Linked DNA regions of Hordeum vulgare: region 1 is linked to region 2. A link is a contact called in public Hi-C data. All regions are on one chromosome and are shown on one strand. The core of a region is the stretch at or near the end of the contact, and the rest is flanking DNA. Distances in the headings are between cores, read along the strand shown. Region 1 holds the start of LOC123448212 (alpha-L-arabinofuranosidase 1-like). Region 2 holds the start of LOC123448211 (WEB family protein At5g55860-like).

Region 1 (6,672 bases), core at 2,978-5,477, 260 kb before region 2:
ATAGTGTTGGGTGCAAGCTCTTTGTGTTTGTGCAGGTACTTGTGACTTGACGCGATCCTCCTACTGGATTGATACCTTGGTTCTCAAACTGAGGGAAATACTTACCGCCGCTGTGCTACATCACCCTTTCCTCCTCAAGGGAACACCAACGCAAGGCTCCAAGGCCGCGGGGGAATCCTTTGCATATTTGCCAAAGAAATCCCTATAGGCGTAGCCAGTAGCAATAGTATGAACCAATAGAGCTTGATGAAATGATTCAAACACCAATACTCGCTTTGTGAGGGATATGAACTATCACTATGAATCTTCTTTGTTTATAAGTAGAGAAGATCCATAGCAACGGTTCACATCATTTAGAAAGGATGCAACGATGATCGAATCCTACCACTTTTGGATCGCAGTTATATAAGCCACTTGTGTCGGGGAGGTGTTTTGATTCACGGGTGCATTTGCACCCGAATGAATAGTAACATAAAAAATGTATCAAAATGTTTTAAAAAATTCTGAATTTTTTGTGGGTGTTCTTGTTAGTGACATAAGCACGTGTGATAATTTTCGTGCAAAACGGAGTAGTATTGTTTTGTGGGTGAAGAAAGAACAAATTTGGAGTGGCATTTTGGTGTAACATTTGGTGTTTCATTTGTTTTTTTTGCACATGCCAAAATATTTGACTTTAAAAAAATTCAAGTAGCATTTGGATGTGACAAAGAACACATAAATTTTTTGTTAGTTTTTTTTATATTTCAAAAATCATTTTCCACATACAGGAGCACGTGCTCCCGGGAATCAAAACGCATTTTCGGCTTGTGTCGCTCTTCATACAGCAAGGTGGGACTAAGGGTCTGTTTGGGACTACTCTGCTCCTTAAAATTCAACTCCGCTCTAGAAAACACAAGCCAAACGGGGTAGCTTCACAACATGTCGTTCCGTAAAAAAAATTAAAATGTGGGGTACAACTTCATGTTTTCTGTGAAGCTATTTAGGAGGTGCTTCAAGAAAATGTAGAAGCTAGAGTTGGAAGGAAATTACCCACCACTGGCACCAGTAAGTGGATACCCCTTTGTTTCTCCCTACTCATCCAATCAGATATACCATTTTCATCAAATTTCTCATTCTTGAAGCTGGAGCTACATAGAAACCAAACACTATCATTAAAAGAGTTACATCTTATGTATGAAACTGCTCCAAAGTGTATTAGATGAAGTAAAACTGAATTTTATAAAGTAGAGCAGTCCCAAATAAGCCCTAAACCCCAACCTCACCGGCCCAACATGAATGCTATATATATTTACATTGAAAATCTTAGGTACATCAACTAAATCTTAGGTACATCAAATAATTTATTTGATGTTTAACAACTAGTTGACCTAAAACGGGTTAAACGTTCAAAATAATCGACATACATATGGTTGCATGTATTTAATATTTTATAAATAGGGTTTATGATTGCAAATGATAAAAATTAAGGTCACTCTGTATGTACGTAGGGACCTCGTTTTGAGGCCGAAGATGTTCTAACATGTTCCGTCTCCTTGAGAAAAAGATGCAGCTTTGGACACGTGACAACAAGGAACATGGGGTGCTTGAGCTTTCTTGTGTTGGGCGTTAAGCAAAGACAGCACAATGCCAAGTTGAGCATGTAAACAGCAAACATTTCACACATAGTACGAAAATTAAATTCCTGCGATTAATTTCTACTAACTCCGTATCCTCTCCGCAGACAGAGTACGTATGGCACATCATCAGCTGACAAACAAATCAAGCGTCTTTTCCTCTTGGGCAGGCGGCTAGAAACCCTAGCCGTCTTTAGAAGAGTCCCTTCGCCTCGTTCCTTTGGCGGCTCCCCTCTGCCGTTGACCTCGTCGTCGATGATGAAGAAAATCGTCGGATCTACATGTATGGATCGTATAGTTTTAGGTTAGGTCTTAAAGCATCTCTAATAGAACCCTCAAACCCTTAAATCTAAAACCACTTTTAAGGGTTGAGAATTGGTCATTTTTGACACTTTTAAGACAACAAGGAACATGGGTTTGAGGGTTCTAGTCTTTGCCCCAACCCCAACCCCAACCCTTAAAACTGTCGTTTCATATATCACACATTTCATCATATGACATATCACAAATTCAATCACATTTGACATAAAACAATAATCATTCTAGTTATTATTGCACCATCGAATAAAACAATAATCATTTAAATCATTACAACAATGTTTGAGCAAATTACAATAATTGTTCGAATCAAATAGGACAGCCCACACGGAGACATCATTCTCATGACTAACTTAGAATCACCATTACAGTACCTAAACTAACTATTGGGCAAGGGGAAACGAAAATTCTAGAACTAACCAATCTACTTCATGTTAAATTTTAATCAGAAGAGCAAAACCCATAAAACGTCTGTACAATCAAACAGTCATTCAACAATTTGCACATAATAGAACCTCCCTGTTTAGCCACATGGTTTTTTAACTGTCCAAGTAGCATAGCTTATTCTGAAACAGTTTGCTGCTTAGGAGAAAACAATCAAGCTCGCACAAACGACTGCCAAAGTGAAACTCGGCAAGATAAACACAACTGGTGTCTTCCTGCATTGTAATTACAATCAATGATACTAAGACGAACTAGCAGCAGGGGCGAAACTAGGCATCCGACCCGAACTGAACTCTGTACCTGTAGAGCGAGCAACGAAACGGAGAAGTGGGCGCGGGATCTGGTGATCTGACCTGGGGCGCGAACATCCGCGGCAAGAGGGAGCGGCCGGGACTCCCGGGCGGCGTCGACTTCCCCGGGCGCGGCGGCATCCTCCTCCCTGCCGCTGGCGTTGCCCATGGCCTCCTTCCCTCCTCCTCCTCCTACCCCCGCCCCCGCGGCGGCGAAATCACGGAAGTGCCACTCACTGCGTTGTGGCGCTGCTGTTGCGCGAGGGGGCAAGGAAGACGAGCGAGAAGGAAAGGGAGGGATAGCTGCGCCCGTTTGGGCGACGGCCGGAGCGCGGGGGGCGGCGGGGCGGCGACCGGAGCGCGGAGGGCGGCGGGCTGGCGGCGGCCGCTGTGGATTCCTCCCGCGCGCGGGAACCAACTTCCTCCCGCGCGATGTGGGAAAAGGAGTGCGGGTTGGGGGGAGTTTTTCCTCCCAACCCTCACTTCTACATGTTGGGAAGGGGTTTGAGGGTTGGACCTCTAAATGTTTTTACGGGTTTAAGGGTTTAAGGGTTCTAGTCTACGCCGTTTTTTCGATGAAAACTGTAAAAAAGCGGTTATTTTTAAGGGTTTGAGGGTTTGAGGGTTCTACTAGAGATGCTCTTAGTAGATTTGTTTTTTTGGTTGTTCGTCGTCTTTGCTTTGAAGGCGATGATGACGGCGCTGAATAAAGAATGTTCAGGTTTGTCCCCAATGAGGTAATTAGTGTTATGGTTGGGGATGAATTTAAAAATCAGTCTGTTCAAGTAAGAATGGTGTGATGACGGTGTCATCCTCGTGGTGGACCTGTGTCCTCGGGCTCCGTCATTGTGATGGTGTTTGCCCCAACGCCGTTGTAGAGTTTGAGAGGTAGTCCAGGAGCGGATGTGGATTGTGGTCTACACCAATGACATCTGAAAGACGAAACGTGTGCTAGGTTCGTGGTTGATGGATGACAGGTATGGTTTCCTCCTTCGGCGTCTTAGTCGTGGTGGGGTATCAGATCTGGAGATCGATAACGTGTTCAGGGTGTTGCTCCGGTCTGATTCGTTCAACGACAATTGCTTCACTTTTGATGAGCCACTTTCGAGATCCGCAAACTTGCGTATCAGCGATGGAGCTGCGTTAAGCTCGGATAAGGAGATGATCCGTTATTTTTTTCTTTGTTGGCTACTGTGGTGATGCTGAAGGCATACGATGAACGTTGGTGTAAAGTTTAGCGATGTTCTGTTATCTTTTTAGTTTTGTTATGTCGGTCATTACGTGATTTGTACTTTGTTTTCTATGCTATAAATAAAACACATATTAAAAAAAACCAGGGGACGTAAATAAATTTGTCTCAAGAAAGCGACGTAATTCCATAATATAAAAATGCTTTTAACATTAATGCAGTATTGAAAACGTTTTTATATTATGAAAAGGAGGGAGTAATACTCAATTCAATCATCTGACAGTGGCTCGACAACAACCCCACCCTGTCTTATCGCACCAACGAAATGATTCCTTATTAATTGGATTGGATGTGGGATAAACCCAGCGACGACCTTGTCATACGGTGATACGGATAAAGCGGGGGCCAACGGTCAGCGAGCGAGCGCGCGGCAGCGGGCAACGGACCAACCAACCAACCGCCGAAGCGGCCCACTCCGGCAAGCAACTGGCCGTGGCCTCCGGCGTCCGATCGCCATCCGGAGCCACCCTTCCCTTCAAAGCCACTGCTTCCTCGCCGTGGCGGCTTCGCCTACTTAAGCGCGCGCCTCCGCTGCTCCTGCACTCACTCGCAGGATCCTGACTCCGCCTCCGTCTTCCTCAGCCGCTTGCGCTTGCTGCTGGCTGTGGGTGGGATTCATGGTGAGCAAATTACTAGCCACTCCACCTCTCATCGCAGTATCCCTACTCTCCGCCTTCCGATCTCGGTCGTTCCTGTTTTGGGGTATGCAGGCAGGTCGTTCGATGAAACGCTCGAGGGAGGGGAGTGCCAGTCAGTCAGTCGGTACCTATTTTTGTTAGACCAGTTTGTCACCGCCTCCGTCGGCTCTTAATTACTTTCCGTTTTGAGACGCCCGTGTTAGTTAGCTGCATGATTCGCATACACATAACTCCAGTCGGATAGTGTTTCCATGGCAATGCTTTGAACTCGCTCTCCCCTTTCTTGCCCCCTTTGAGCTTTGGCTGTATTTCCGTTATTCATTTATAGTGGAAAGGGGTTATATGCCCGGTTCAAAAAGAAGGAAAAAAAAAGACTCGAGTCGGATCAAGTAGCTCATCGCCATTGTTTCTCACTACTAGTCGTTATCAGTTTTGTACTTATTTCGATTCCCATTTCCCAGCTAACTCAGTCGACTCTCATAAGTCATAATTTTGATCTCCTTTCGTCATTTGTTTGACAGACACACGGACTACATTAGTGCTCTTTACAAGATGAAGCGTATGGGTTCCAAACAAGTGTTCGTTCCTACCATCGCATGCGTGCTGCTCCTATTCTGCTTTGGATGCAAATGCATAGCATCGGAATTACAAGCGACACAGACGGCCACCCTCAAGGTTGATGCCTCATCACAGCTTGCCCGAAAGATACCAGACACACTGTTTGGGATGTTTTTTGAGGTGAGATACTAGTTTGTCTGCACTATATCAGTTTATGTTTTTTCATGGAGCTTGCCAATAATCCCCGGGGGCAGCTGGGGGCGGAGGCCCCCCTCCCTCCCTCCCCCGACATGGACGTAGCTCCGCCATTGATTATATTCTCCTATTAATTACCTTGGCTAATGTTGTAGGAGATCAACCATGCAGGAGCCGGTGGCATATGGGCAGAACTTGTTAGTAATAGAGGTAATTCATTTTTGTTGGTTGTGGGACACCGGAACATAGAAGTCCTATCGAAATATTCTCCATACCTGGATTTCAGTGAAATCATCGAATGTATTTTTATGCTTCAGGTTTTGAAGCTGGAGGACTCCATACGCCATCAAATATTGACCCATGGTCTATAATTGGCGACGACTCTTCCATATTTGTGGCGACTGATCGTACATCATGTTTCAGTCGAAACATTATCGCTCTTAGGATGGAGGTTCTCTGTGATGACTGCCCAGCCAGTGGTGTTGGCATTTACAACCCTGGGTTCTGGGGCATGGTATGACACAATTTTAAGTTGATTTTATTTGATCGCTTATATCAGCATGAAAATTGTGGTTTGGTGAAGTATATACTGGATATCAATGTATCACATGATAGAGATGTAACCTCATGCAGTTTTGTCTCTTTTTGTCTCCCTTGCAAGGCAGTAGAAGTATTTTTTACCTCCTTCTCCTAACCTTCCAACTCTTCTTATCCAATTTAGTAATTACCTTTACCATTTCATCTTTCAGAACATAGAAGATGGAAAGACCTACAATCTAGTTATGTATGTTAAATCAGCAGAAGCTGCAGAATTGACAGTTTCATTAGCAAGCTCCGATGGGTTGCAGAATCTTGCTTCTGTTACTGTACCGTAAGTATCATTTATCTCAATATCTGGTAAGGAGGAGAACGACAATATTTTCATTAGTTTAACGGATTTTGTTCTTTCAGAGTTGCTGGCACTTCCAACTGGACAAAAGTGGAGCAAAAATTGATTGCTAAAGGGACAAACAGAACCTCAAGACTTCAGATAACATCTAACAAGAAGGGAGTTGTATGGTTTGATCAAGTATCACTCATGCCTTCAGACACGTTCAAGGTACATTATACAGTAATATTCTTGATATTGATATTCACAAGAAACGAAAGAAGGCAGAGATCCAAAGCTTTAGAATACTGAACTACACAACAATTGAAGAGCAAAACTCTGAAGAGGAAGCATTGACTATCGTAGTAAATTTCACCTGGCATCGGCAAAAAACCTCTGCTGACAGAAACATGATGGGTTTCATAGGCCTAGGCATAAGTCATAATAATATTGACACACTATTTACATTTTATTATTCCCCATAAAATCTTAACGTTTG
Region 2 (6,471 bases), core at 2,605-5,104:
TTAGCTCTCTCCAGCTCAGAGAGGGCTTGGAGTCTGGTAGTCTCGGCGTTACTTAGCTGTTCCTTGTATTTATCCAGTTCTTTCTGAGCCAAGTGCAGTTCTGTCTCCTTAGCCAACACCCTCTACCACAGATAAAATGTAAATATACAAAGGATCAGCACAATAATATGGTACCAAAATACAAGCTAAATCCAGGTGAACTGAAACTGATTGACTACAAGGGTTATGCACCATCATGTGTAATGCACAAAGCAAGATACACGAGAACCCTCCTACAGTGGAGACGACTTCCTCTGCTGGTGGAAGCGCCATGGACTCCACCCTACCGTCCTAAGCAGGGGCATGTCATCGTTGAGTATGCTCACAGTTTGGTGGATCTGGAAGCACCGCCACACTGCCGTCTAAAATGGGGGAAAGGCCCTGCATTGCCTCGCTGCTTGACACGATCTGTGTGGAGGCACGGCTGTGGGCTAAAGCATTTGCGATTGCCCTTCAGGCGTCACTACCGGCTATGATTAGCGCTTAGGGACGTGGCGCGTGTTGTGGTTGTACTTGGTCCACTCTTAGGCTTGCAAATAACTTATTCTCCTATCAAATGCATCAAGACCAAAGTTCTCTACCAAGATACTGAACTTTGTGCTTTACTAAGATAAAGGGTGAGTTAATAGGACAAAGAATGTTCAGGTACAACTAAAGATTCCATCGCACATCATGTCTAGTACAGAAGTTTCTCTTAAGACAAACTGTAACAGCTGCAAAAAATGTCCAAACCTACCACAGATATTAGTAATTAAAGACAAATGACAGTTTCTGTAAATATAATGTTCTGATATACATGTAAAATCACTTTCCCTTGGTTCCTTCCTCGTGTCAAAAAGTGGATGTTGCAACTTTCATAACAGCTGAGTGCTTGCTGAAACTGAACTATAGGCAATAATCTATAAACGTTTATGCAAATGTCAAATGAACATTGGGAACGGGTCAAAAGAAAAGTATATGGCATGCTACAATCTGACGACTTCACTGTCGATACAGAGTATGATCTACACATCGAATCACAGAAACCCTATTAATTTTTAGTTTGGCAATTCAAGCACTAATATAGCTTTTCATCAATGATATCTGCACTTGATTAATATTCTTAGATAGCTGCAGTTGCATACAATGTATACAAAAAAAAGTATGCATGCGGGCCTATCATATAATCTATACCTAATCTATACCTAATAATAAAGCGGCTATTGCTTCCGTCGGAAAACCCACCGCGGTATTTTTATAAAAAAAAAAACCTGTAGTTTTTGTTATTCAACCCGCGCTCCATCATTTATCTGCAACGTAAAAGGAAAAAACGATTCGCTGCAAAAATTATACCCGTACGCATCGCCTCCTCCCGTCAACCTGGGCCACCCTGGCATGTGCCTAGGCTGCCGCCACACCACTCGCCGCCGCTGCCAACCTCAACCGCCACCGCTGCCGATCTCAACCCACCCGCCTCCGCGGCCGTACCTCTCCCCGCACACTGCCCCCGTTGCGGCGCTCGAGCGCATCGCGTCGACCCTGGTCCACCCTGGCCTGTGCCCAGGCCGCTGCCACACCACTCGCCGCCGCGGCCGACCTCAACCACCACTGTTATCGATCTCAACCCACCCGCCTCCGCGGCCGTACCTCTGCCTGCTTGCTGCCCCCTTTTCGGCGCTCGAGCACAGCTTCTGGATCAAATCAACGCGACAACTACAGTGAGTGGGGATGATGCGTCTACTCGATGCAGAACGGCGGCGGCGCGGCGGAGCGAAGTACTTGCAGGTGGAGGCGGGCCTCCATGGCTCACACAGGGAACTCTAAGGTTATGGCGCCGCAACGGCGACTCCTTAATTATGGCCAGATAGAGGCGCCTAACCCTTGCTCCCCTCATCGTATCCCCTCCTCCGGCAGGAACTCATCATCTGGTGAGATCCCCTCCCCATGCCTCCAACCGTGTGCCAAGCACCGGCAAGAAATTTTGTTTTGTGGGGATTTATTTGCTGATGAATGAATGTCTTGAATGTAAGATTGTATTGTTGTAGAGACAGAGAATGGAACACCACCTTCAGTTTGTCATCTGATCCCACATTCTCTACCCCATGAGTGAAATAAGATAACAGTCCATTGATCAATTCACGTAGCCTCTTTGTTTTGCTTTGCTTGTCCTGCTCAATTTCTCATCATGGTGGAATTAACAATGGACGGGTTGATTTCTCAACAAAATAGGATAGGACTGACTACATTAGTTAGTTAGCTTATTATTTTAATAAATCAAAATGATTATAAAAAGATTAAAAGCGTGTGGTATTTTTTTCTCCCGTTGCAACGCACGGGCCCTTTTGCTAGTTTCATATTAAAGCACACAATTTTTGGCTAAAAAATAGTACCTCTGCTTGAGGGGCCTGTGCCTTTCTGGTGGCGGATCTGTCAGAGGAAAACCGGACCTCACCAAACAAACTTACTGCAGCTTTAACAGATTCGAAAGGAGCCCTTGTATCTATTTCTCCAATCTCCGTCTTGTCTGAATCAGCGTGTGGTGATTTTGTCCCCATAATGCCGTTGCCACAATACTGTATGCAGCCTGTGACAGAAAATAGTTGCAGTTACATCAAGTTATATACAATAAAATGGATCGGTTTTACGAAGGGATCCAGTAGATGCTCTGATAACCAACAAGAAAAATAACCTATGATTTAGCAGCTAACTACAGTGCTGATGATCAGTTTTACGATATTTAAGGGACTAAAAACCCTAAGTATGTTTATAAGGTTTCTAAATTTGTCAGCATCTGATTAGAAACAACCGCAACTTTCCTAAAATTAAACCGCAGTGCATTTATTCCTTTTTTCTTAGATCAACCCCATCGAGCACACTCCCTGCACTAGCAATTTCATTACCAAAACATCATTGCTCCATGATTTGTAACTCTTATACAACACCATGTGCCCTCTTAATCTCCTATGCCCCCTACCACACCGTCCCTAGCCCCCTCGTTTGCCTCCACTTGATATAATGCTCATTAAAACCATGAGCTGATAAAAGTGACCCAGCTTTTTACCATGCTGAATACCACAAAATATTAAAAGGTTGCAGCAATAAGTTCAAAGCAATACTTTCGCAATCCATGGCAAAGGTTCTCTTCAGAGACTAAAATAGAGATCGGGTTCGTAAACTATGATGATGGTAACAAGGAATCAGCAACAGAACTGTGGCCGTCGACTCCCAAGATAAATTATTACCCAAATTATGGAAACAGAGAATCCGGCAAAAATGCATATGCAGCCTGCACCCTGAGTTAGTACCCAAGAAATTTCTCGTGAACACTGAACCATACAACTTAGTAATAATTTCTCGCGAATCCAGCAAAAAATAATACGGTAATTTCCTCAACGACATCACTAAGGTAGTTGCAGGCTCGCCGCTACACTAACAAACCAATCGTCGCGATCCAGCACGTAGCTGCGACAAAATTCACGGTCGTATGTGTATTTGCGCCACGCCCACCACGCGACCACGATCATTTGATGGGATAAAATGTACTCAAGCGAGAATATTCGCCAATGCAGGAGGAGGGTACCTGACGCGCCGGTGGCGGTCGGAGGAGCGGTCTGACCAAATTTGAAGAGGGTGCGGTGCTGGAGGTCCTGCTGTGCCGAGGCCGAGACCGCGGACGATGGTGCTAGACGGCCGGGGAGCGAGGTGGCGGTGGCGCGGAGGGGGAGAAGAGATCAGGTCGTCGGAGGGGGAGACGACGGGAGAGAGGGAATGGAGGCAAAGGAGAAAGGTGGGTGGTGCGGTGGCGGGTTTCACGGGGCGTCCGCTCCTGTCTTGATATATTGCAACGAAGCCCCTGCGGCGGCTCTGCTTTCCAAGGGGGGTCCTCTCCGTACCTTGCCAAACGGGTTGTGCTTTTTGGACCGGTCCAGGAGCACGGAGGCCCGACATGCCATGGATCACGCATGACACGGGCTAATCAGACTGTGTCAGATACAAAGCCTGTCTCGAATCGTGTGGTACATAGACCGGCATGACATGCCCGTTTATATTTTCTATTATATATATATATATATATATAAGACATATAAAATAGCTTAACAGATCAAAATCAGTCCAAAAGGTAGCCTAAAAGCTAAAAGATTAGCAGGCCAACGGGCCTGGCGTGTCGACAGACCGACCCGTATAGCTAACGTGTCGTGTGTGGGCCTAGAGGCTGCGCACGTGGGCCGGCACGGCACGACGTTGGGCGTGTCATGCCGGACCCGTTTATAGCGGGCCGTTTTGGGTTGTACCGTGCCGGATCGTTTGGCCAGATATGGTCCTCTCCTCATTTATGTGGTGTTTCTCATGATATGGGCACAATTGGGCTAGGTCTTACGAAATTGGGTGTCGCACTCCAACAATTGGGCTCACTTCATTCACGGAATTGGGTTGGGCCTTGTCAATTCTAAAAAAGTGAAAGCCTTTTGTTAATTAATTTCAAAGATGCCAACATCGTTATTTGGGAGCTCCTACCTCCCGCTTGTTGCAGCAGGAAGTCCCGAACCGCAAAGGGGGACCGCCTCAACTAGGCCAACCCATGAAGATCGCGACCAGGCCAACCAACCCATCTTGCTAGCGACAAGTAGATATGGCCGTAATAAAAAAAAGGATACGCTGCCGAGTTTCAAACCCAGGGTCGGCTGCTTCAGAGCATATGTCTCTTGCCACTCGAGCTAGCGAGCTTTCATGTTTACACAATGATACAAATCCTTAAGAAACTTAAACACCGATCCGAATGTTTTCAAAAAATTTAACCGCAAAACTTTTTTAAGAAAACAAAACATGAATGTTTTATCAAAGAAACTCTAACATTTTTTAAACACACGAATGAATTTTGGAGAAGCGAACATTTTTTTAAAACGGGAACATTTTTTAAACTATCCAAAAAACTAAACATTAACAATATTTCAAAAACAGGAACATTTTCTAAATTCTAAAAGAAAATTGGAAACACGAAAACTTTTGCATGCGAGCATTTTATAAACTCCAAAACAAAATTGAAAACACATTTTTTTTGATTTGCAAACAATTTTTGAAACAGAACATTTTTTCAAAACTCCCTAACGAAATATGAAAACCTGAACGGGGACATTTTTTGGAAATCCAGAACATTTCTTAAAATCCAAATATTTTTTGAAAATCCAGGACATTTTTCAAAAAAGAAAAAAAACATTTTTCAAAATTGAAGATATTTTTTTGAGAGAAATTTGTGAACATTGTTTGAAACCGGAACATTTTTATAAACTCCTAAGAAAATGAAAACGTTAACATTTTTTAAATTTCGGAACAAATTATGAAATTCCCATGAAAATTGGGAAAAGGGAACAAATTTCGAAGCTTTCAACATATTATGTAAAATACTGAACATTTTTTGAAAATCCACAAAATATTTTGAAAATCCCAAACATTTTCTGAAAATCCAGTATATTTTTAAAAAAAGAAAAGACATTTTTCGAATTTAAAGAACATTTTGTCACATCCCTGGATTCCTAACTAGGGTTTAACATTTGTGCTCATATCTTCTTCCATTGCATTCAAGAAGTTGAAACAAAATCAAAGGAAGTGGTGAAACTCAAACCAAAAACCCTAGCCACTTCTATTCAAAGGAAATTCAAATCTTGCCAAAATCAATGAACCCAAAATGGCCTTCTTAAAAGTTCAATATTTCTGATAAATGTTGAAAACAAAATATCAGAGATGAAACTTATATTCAACCTACTTTTGGCATTTTAAATTTAAGTTAAAAACTACTGAAAACAATGATATATTTGAATTCAAAATTATTCAAGTTTTCAAAAATGTTGCAAGCCTCAGGAGAAGTTGGAAATATTCCAACTAACACTCAGGGCTATTCAAACTAATTTTTGAATTGCTTTTGAAGCCAAAATAAATAGCTAATAATATCAGCAAATAAAATAGAAAACAGAAACAGAAGAAAAAGGAAAAACCCTATCCTACGCTCACCTGCAAGGCCCAACCCACAGCGGCAGGGTCGTCTTCTTCCTCTACCTTCTGGTAGAGGAGAGATCGACCACGGCGGCCCCCTCCACCTCCTGCTTCGCCGTGGCGCTCCCCGGTGCCCCCAGGACAGCGCGACAACGGGGATGAGTTTCCCGAGCACTCCCTTATCCTCTCTCTCTCCCCATTCCCCCTCCTCCTCTCGGTTTTCTTCCCCTCTCCTCCTACCGCCATTAGCAGGAGCTTGAGCTCGAGCCAACCGAGCTCTCTGGCCACAGAGAAGCCTTCCCGAGTGCTCCATCCTCTCCGCCTCATCGAGCTCGACGCGCACGCCAAAGGAATCGACCTCCCCAAGCTCTGCAACGCCCCATTGCCGTCGTCTTCAACCTCCGGCCACCGGCAAATCAACGTTGGATCGCCGGCTACAGCACCTCCCCGAGCAGTCTGAGCCCA

What was found. Hi-C and Micro-C count contacts between places; a contact is called where the count stands out from the background.
Region 1: a Hi-C map of leaf shows a contact between it and region 2, with 3 times the contacts expected there. The contact joins the promoter of LOC123448212 here to the promoter of LOC123448211 in region 2. A contact is called at or near these places in 2 of 6 Hi-C or Micro-C datasets (leaf and seedling).

Annotation. Positions count from the first base shown.
Region 1 is chr4H:150,426,433-150,433,104 of MorexV3_pseudomolecules_assembly, reverse strand. It overlaps LOC123448212 (alpha-L-arabinofuranosidase 1-like), which reads left to right and starts at 4,227. Exons shown (of 18, transcript XM_045125036.1): 1 at 4,227-4,534; 2 at 5,074-5,290; 3 at 5,461-5,515; 4 at 5,623-5,819; 5 at 6,055-6,176; 6 at 6,257-6,404. The coding sequence starts at 5,105.
Region 2 is chr4H:150,162,078-150,168,548 of MorexV3_pseudomolecules_assembly, reverse strand. LOC123448211 (WEB family protein At5g55860-like) reads right to left here and starts at 3,854. Exons shown (of 3, transcript XM_045125035.1): 1 at 3,599-3,854; 2 at 2,409-2,602; 3 at 1-122. The coding sequence starts at 2,573.